2 separate regions of the Danio rerio genome follow, and region 1 is linked to region 2. The links are chromatin contacts, called in public Hi-C maps. All regions are on one chromosome and are shown on one strand. Each heading gives the region's core, a stretch centred on a gene start, on an enhancer-like site or on the middle of the called end of the contact. The rest is flanking DNA. Distances are from core to core; before and after follow the strand shown. Region 1 overlaps galnt1 (UDP-N-acetyl-alpha-D-galactosamine:polypeptide N-acetylgalactosaminyltransferase 1). Region 2 overlaps galnt1 (UDP-N-acetyl-alpha-D-galactosamine:polypeptide N-acetylgalactosaminyltransferase 1).

The links. A called contact is a pair of places that touch in the nucleus more often than the background predicts.
Region 1: a Hi-C map of an unstated tissue shows a contact between it and region 2, with 1.6 times the contacts expected there. The contact joins two enhancer-like sites. A contact is called at or near these places in 2 of 18 Hi-C or Micro-C datasets (hematopoietic stem cells and an unstated tissue).

What each region holds. Positions count from the first base shown.
Region 1 is chr16:30,083,728-30,086,427 of GRCz12tu, reverse strand. The region is part of intron 2 of galnt1 (UDP-N-acetyl-alpha-D-galactosamine:polypeptide N-acetylgalactosaminyltransferase 1); the gene reads right to left. Among named protein-coding and RNA genes, the nearest start is that of galnt1, 98 kb to the right of the region's middle. Within about 2 kb of position 1,292, at least 7 of the 62 cell types and tissues checked have an H3K27ac peak or open chromatin away from gene starts, as enhancers often do.
Region 2 is chr16:29,998,007-30,000,706 of GRCz12tu, reverse strand. All of the region lies in intron 1 of galnt1 (UDP-N-acetyl-alpha-D-galactosamine:polypeptide N-acetylgalactosaminyltransferase 1), which reads right to left. Among named protein-coding and RNA genes, the nearest start is that of galnt1, 13 kb to the right of the region's middle. Within about 2 kb of position 1,411, at least 4 of the 62 cell types and tissues checked have an H3K27ac peak or open chromatin away from gene starts, as enhancers often do.

The DNA.
Region 1 (2,700 bases), core at 43-2,542, 86 kb before region 2:
GCTTACTCTTTGTAACCAAACCATTACAGTGACTAACTGGAAATAGTGTTGCCAGTATTCTACTGTAAAAAGACCTGGTAAGGTCTAACAGTGTAATGTGTATTTATTATATAGCTCATATATTGTGTATGGCCATATAATCAAAGCGCATCACAATTATGCGAGGGGGTCTCTCCACACCATCGCCAGTGTGCAGCATCCACTTGGATGCTGTGACGGCTGCCAGAGGGCAACAACGCCAAAGCACTCACCACACACCAGATATAGGGGAAGTGAATAGACAGTGACTGAGCCAATTCGATGGATAGGGATGATTGGGAGGCCATGAAGGGTGAGAGCCAAGGGGGGGAATTTGGTCAGGTTACATCCCTACTCTTTATGAGAAGTGCGATTGGATTTTTAACGACCACAGAAAGTCAGGACCTTGGTTTAACGTCTGATCCGTAAGACTGCACTCATTGAAAGTATTCCCTTCACTATACTAAGACTTTAGAACTCACACAGAACGTAGGTTGAGCACCCCCTGCTAGCCTCTCTAACACCACTTCCAAAATAAACCTAGATTTCCCATCTGGTCTCCCATTCAGGTAATGACCAGGCTCAGCCATGCTTAGCTTCAGTGAGTAACCGAAGTTGGAGTACTGTCACCATGGCAAAGACAAAATAAATGAGTTATTAGTTGTTTTTAAATTATTTATTAAAATATTATGTCTAAAATTGTATTTACTCTATTAAACAGCAGAATGAAAAATAATTCAAATTCATGGGCTAAAGATGTTGCCTTTACTGTTTTTATCATTAACAAAACCACTTATTAAATGTTTTCTACATTCCAGTGTTAAAAAAAGTTTTTTTTCAAAAGGTTCGACATTCAGAGATTACAATTTGGATGGAATTTCAAGTGCTACAAAGTTTTGCGCACTCACACACATACACATACACACACACACACACACACACACACAAAACAGAATGTTAATTCAGTCAGAAATTTTATCTCAGATAGTGGCAGAAAAACAAAGCCATTTTCTACTCAGACTGCAATAAAAGCTCTTGCACCTGTACATGCTGAAATGACATCAAGTGCCCATATAAAACAATTACCATCTGAAGAGAACTACAGAGTATAATAATACAGCCTCAATACAAATACTGCACCTGAAGGATACAGACACACACACACACACACACACACACACACACACACACCTATAAGCAAATATCAGAGCACGACTGTGATTGTTCGTTTAAAGTTCTGAGTTTCACATCCTGTGTTACTTCCTGCAAGAGCTTCTTAACGTGTCTTCAAGTCATGCAATATTGATGCTGATGTGAGAAAGGAAAACATATGGCCAGGCACAACCCTGTGTGTCGTGTGGAGATTCTGCTCAATACATCCACACAAACTACACAGATTAGCCGTCGGTCACACACACAAATCTAGACCATCAAACATGTGACCTGAGAGAAACAGACAGACGTGTGGGGGGGGAAGAAAGGCACACAGGAAGAAAAGGAATCAAAGAGAAAGAGATAGCAGTCGCATGCTAAAGCAGGGAGCCTTTTAACAGCTCCGGCTGGCAGGAAAACAGATGGGCGCACAAACCGTTCGCTCAGTCGCACCCCTGGTCGCATCACGCACACACGTCGAGATGTGAGACGGGAGGGTAATTAACTTTCTTTGGCTGTTGCCGTCTGTTAGAGAAAAGCAAATTAAACCCCTACAGCATCTCCTTCTTCCTATTCACAGGGCTCTCCATCTATCGCTCTACGCCTCCACCTCGCTTATCTGCCTTTGGAAATGTTTCAGGGAAGTTTTCCTATTTCAGACACACACTAGCACAATGGAGAGAAGAGAAATGGCAATTGAGATCATGATATTGCTGAGAGAGTGACTGCACGTCCTCTCGTGCACTTTTTTAAAACTGAATCGAAAAAAAAAAAAAACAGACAGAAAGCAAGACAGAATGAGACAGAACTAGAGGAAAACAACAGAAAGAACAACAGCAATGACAGAAATATGAATGATTGAGACAGACTAGAGACAAAGTTCTACAGACAGAACAACCAGCCCGATCTCACCAGTAAACATAACTATATTATGTTTTGTCAGTTTAGTGATAGTTCAGACATACAAAAATAAACTAATTTTAAAAAGAGGCTTGGTACCCAACCCCACCCCTAAACCCGATAATCATTGGGGGAAAAGCTAATTGTACTAAACTGTATGAATGAAATTGTACAACTTTATACGGATTAGCCACAAAATCAGAAAGTTATAAATTGCTGTGAGATAGCATTGAACAGTCAAAGACACAAAGATAGACAGTTGAACAGAGACACAGATAGACAGAACAACAGACAAACATGATGGATTGAATGAAACACCAAGAAGGCAAAAGAAAGAATAATAGAGCAAACAACCAAAACACGAAGAGACAAAAATATTGCTTAATACACAAATCTAACATCTTGTTCAACATATCCTATTTATGTTCAATGAATGATTTAACAATTCACACATAAACTTCATGTTTACATTATGTGTATTATTTTTGAAAACCTATTCAGTCACATCATTTTGATGGTTGTTTGTCGCCACCTATTGGTTAATTGGTTACACAATGTAATTGCTACAACATTCATCAGCATCAAGTTTTATTAATCGGTGATTTTAATCTTTACCATAAACTTGGGTTG
Region 2 (2,700 bases), core at 162-2,661:
AATTACATTTTGTAAAATGAGGTTTTAAAATTAAGCTTTGAATATTTTATAAAGTCATTACCCTAAAACACAAACTTTTCTGTCATGCAGTTATAGACTACCCCCAAAGGTGCAATACTTCTCTTTATATTTTTTTCACCATAAGTGAAAATGTTGTTTGAAACTTTGAATGACATGTCTGATGTAAAGTTCTGTTTTTGCTATCAGAACATTGTTTTGTTAGTAAAACGTTGCTAGGCAGCAGAGTGACACATATTTAAAAGCAAAGGAAAAGTAGTGTATGTGAAATGTATGTGGTCAATTTGACCATTACGACCTTTCAAAGAAGAAGTACTCAGAAAATAACCCTTTTTTGTCTCATTTTTTCTAGTGAATAATCTATAGTATAAAGTGCTCTATAAATAGACAAAATTGACTGCATACATGCACATGGCTGTCATAAAATGCTTTATTAATTGCTATATTCCAACCCCTGTAGTTTTCAACCCAGGCTCATTCTCAAAATGCTATATAGACTTCTGGAGAGCACCAAATATGTCCCAGGAGGTACGTTTTTTTCCACCAGAGGCCACTCTCGTGAGTGCCATTCACCCTGCTGTTCTCACCTAAATCCACCAGGGGCCACTGTCGACTGACTGACTGACAATTGACTAACCTTCCCTCCTCCTTCCCTAAAGCCAGGCAATAGTTTTTAAAAACACAGACTGACTCGCCCACCCATTTACTAAACGCAACCGACAGTCTTGAAAAGCAATCGAGAAAAAGTACAGCCCTCGTCTGATTTTTACTAAGTTTTCAGATTTTACCACAACCTCACCCTGTTATTAACTTGTTTATTTTATTTTTTGGGTTCTGTTTATGTCTTACCCGCTTTCTGGAACTGTTCTTTGCTGAACTCGAACCCTGTTGTTGTGGTCAATTCCTCTCTGCATCTCAAGTCTGCCAACGTACATGGCGAGCTACTGGACAAACTGGTAACAGTAAGAAAGCTGTCCACATGGAGGTAAGCAGTCAGCTGTTAAGCACGAAAAGGAACAGCATCATACCGCCCTGTAGCGTTCGTTTTAAAGACGAAATGCAGTCATACGTACTTTTAGCTACATAATTTAGGATCTCCAGAAATGTATATAGGGCTACATTCTCAGAATGAGCCTGTGTTGGTAGTCTTAGTTACATCATGTTTATTTTATATTTCATGTTGTGTGCTTCCTTTTCTAACCAGTAGTTTTAAAATGAACTTTGCTGCTTGTATATTGAAGCCTTTTCACTTTTTCACATCAGCTCAAGCGAGAAGCTGAGCCTCCGTAAGACTGAAATCCTAGAATTGCCCCCCGTCTCAATGTCACAAACCCTCTTTACCTCCACTCACATTCACACAACACAGCTCTCTCTTCAACGGTGTAACCAAACCCCCCTTCCAGATTCTGTTCTCTCCAGCACACGCGTCTGTAACTCGACCAACATCCCAGTTTCTATAGTTCTGTTCAACGCACGTCTCTTTATCACGATGTAATCTGCCTGTTTCCTTTGTGCCTCTGTTATCCGATCTAAAGCCAGTCACTTTACATCCTGAGCCATTATACCATCCGCCACTTAATATAGTTTCATGTCCCTGACTTCATTAGAAAAAGGAAGCAAGTGGACAACTAGCTCATTACTCCAGTCTAATTCCCAAGTCCTGCCAGCTGCTCTATTGAACCACTTCCAGATATATATTTTGGATATATTGATACTGAAGGAACTTGAAAGAAGTTTTCACAAAACTCACCTATAAAATCACAGAACATCAACTTAGATAAGCATCTTTCACCTGGCACTAGAAATTTGACAGTAGAAACATTCTGTATCATGGTTATAATGACCAAAATGATCACAGTGATCAGTATTATTATGTTTTTGTTAAAATTATCACACACTTTAGGCATTCCACCAAGTGTTTTATATGAACATTAATAACCAACAAATATATTTATGTAATTTGGTGAAAAACAATGTAAACATGCATCCAATTTTGCATTTGTTTAATTATATTTGGGTTATTTTGTGTGTGTGTGTGTGTGTGTGTGTGTGTGTGTGTGTGTGTGTGTGTGTGTGTGTGTGTGTGTGTGTGTGTGTGTGTGTGTGTGTGTGTGTGTGTGTGTGTGTGTGTGTGTGTGATATAGGTATTCAACACCATTTTTCTCAGAAAACATATTTTTAAAGGCTCCATTAACTTGAAATATTCCCGAGATGTTAATAACAACCAAAGAAATCCATATATACAATTTGAAAACAAATCTAATTAGTTTACAAGTTAAGTTATGTGTAATAAAATCAAACGACGCAGGGAAAAAGTATTGAACACATGAAGGGGGGCTGTAAAAAAGAATGTGAAAGTCCAGACAGCAGCTGAAATCTCTCAGTAGATCTTTAGCAAACCTCTTCCCTTCATCATTGTAAATTAATATTGGCTGCTTCAGTCAAACATCTACATTACCAGCAGGGCTTGACATAAAAATTTTTGAACACCAGCCACTGTGGCTAGTAGTTTTTCAACATTACTAACCACTTTCCATTTTCACTGGTCACAACTTTGTTGTGGGGAAAATGTGTTTCATATGCAGAAATTAGACTTTGGCATGCTAAAATAATTACTTAATATTGATATTGTGTTATTTTTACATGCCTCCTCTTTCAATTAACAATTTTTTTGTGTGTTGT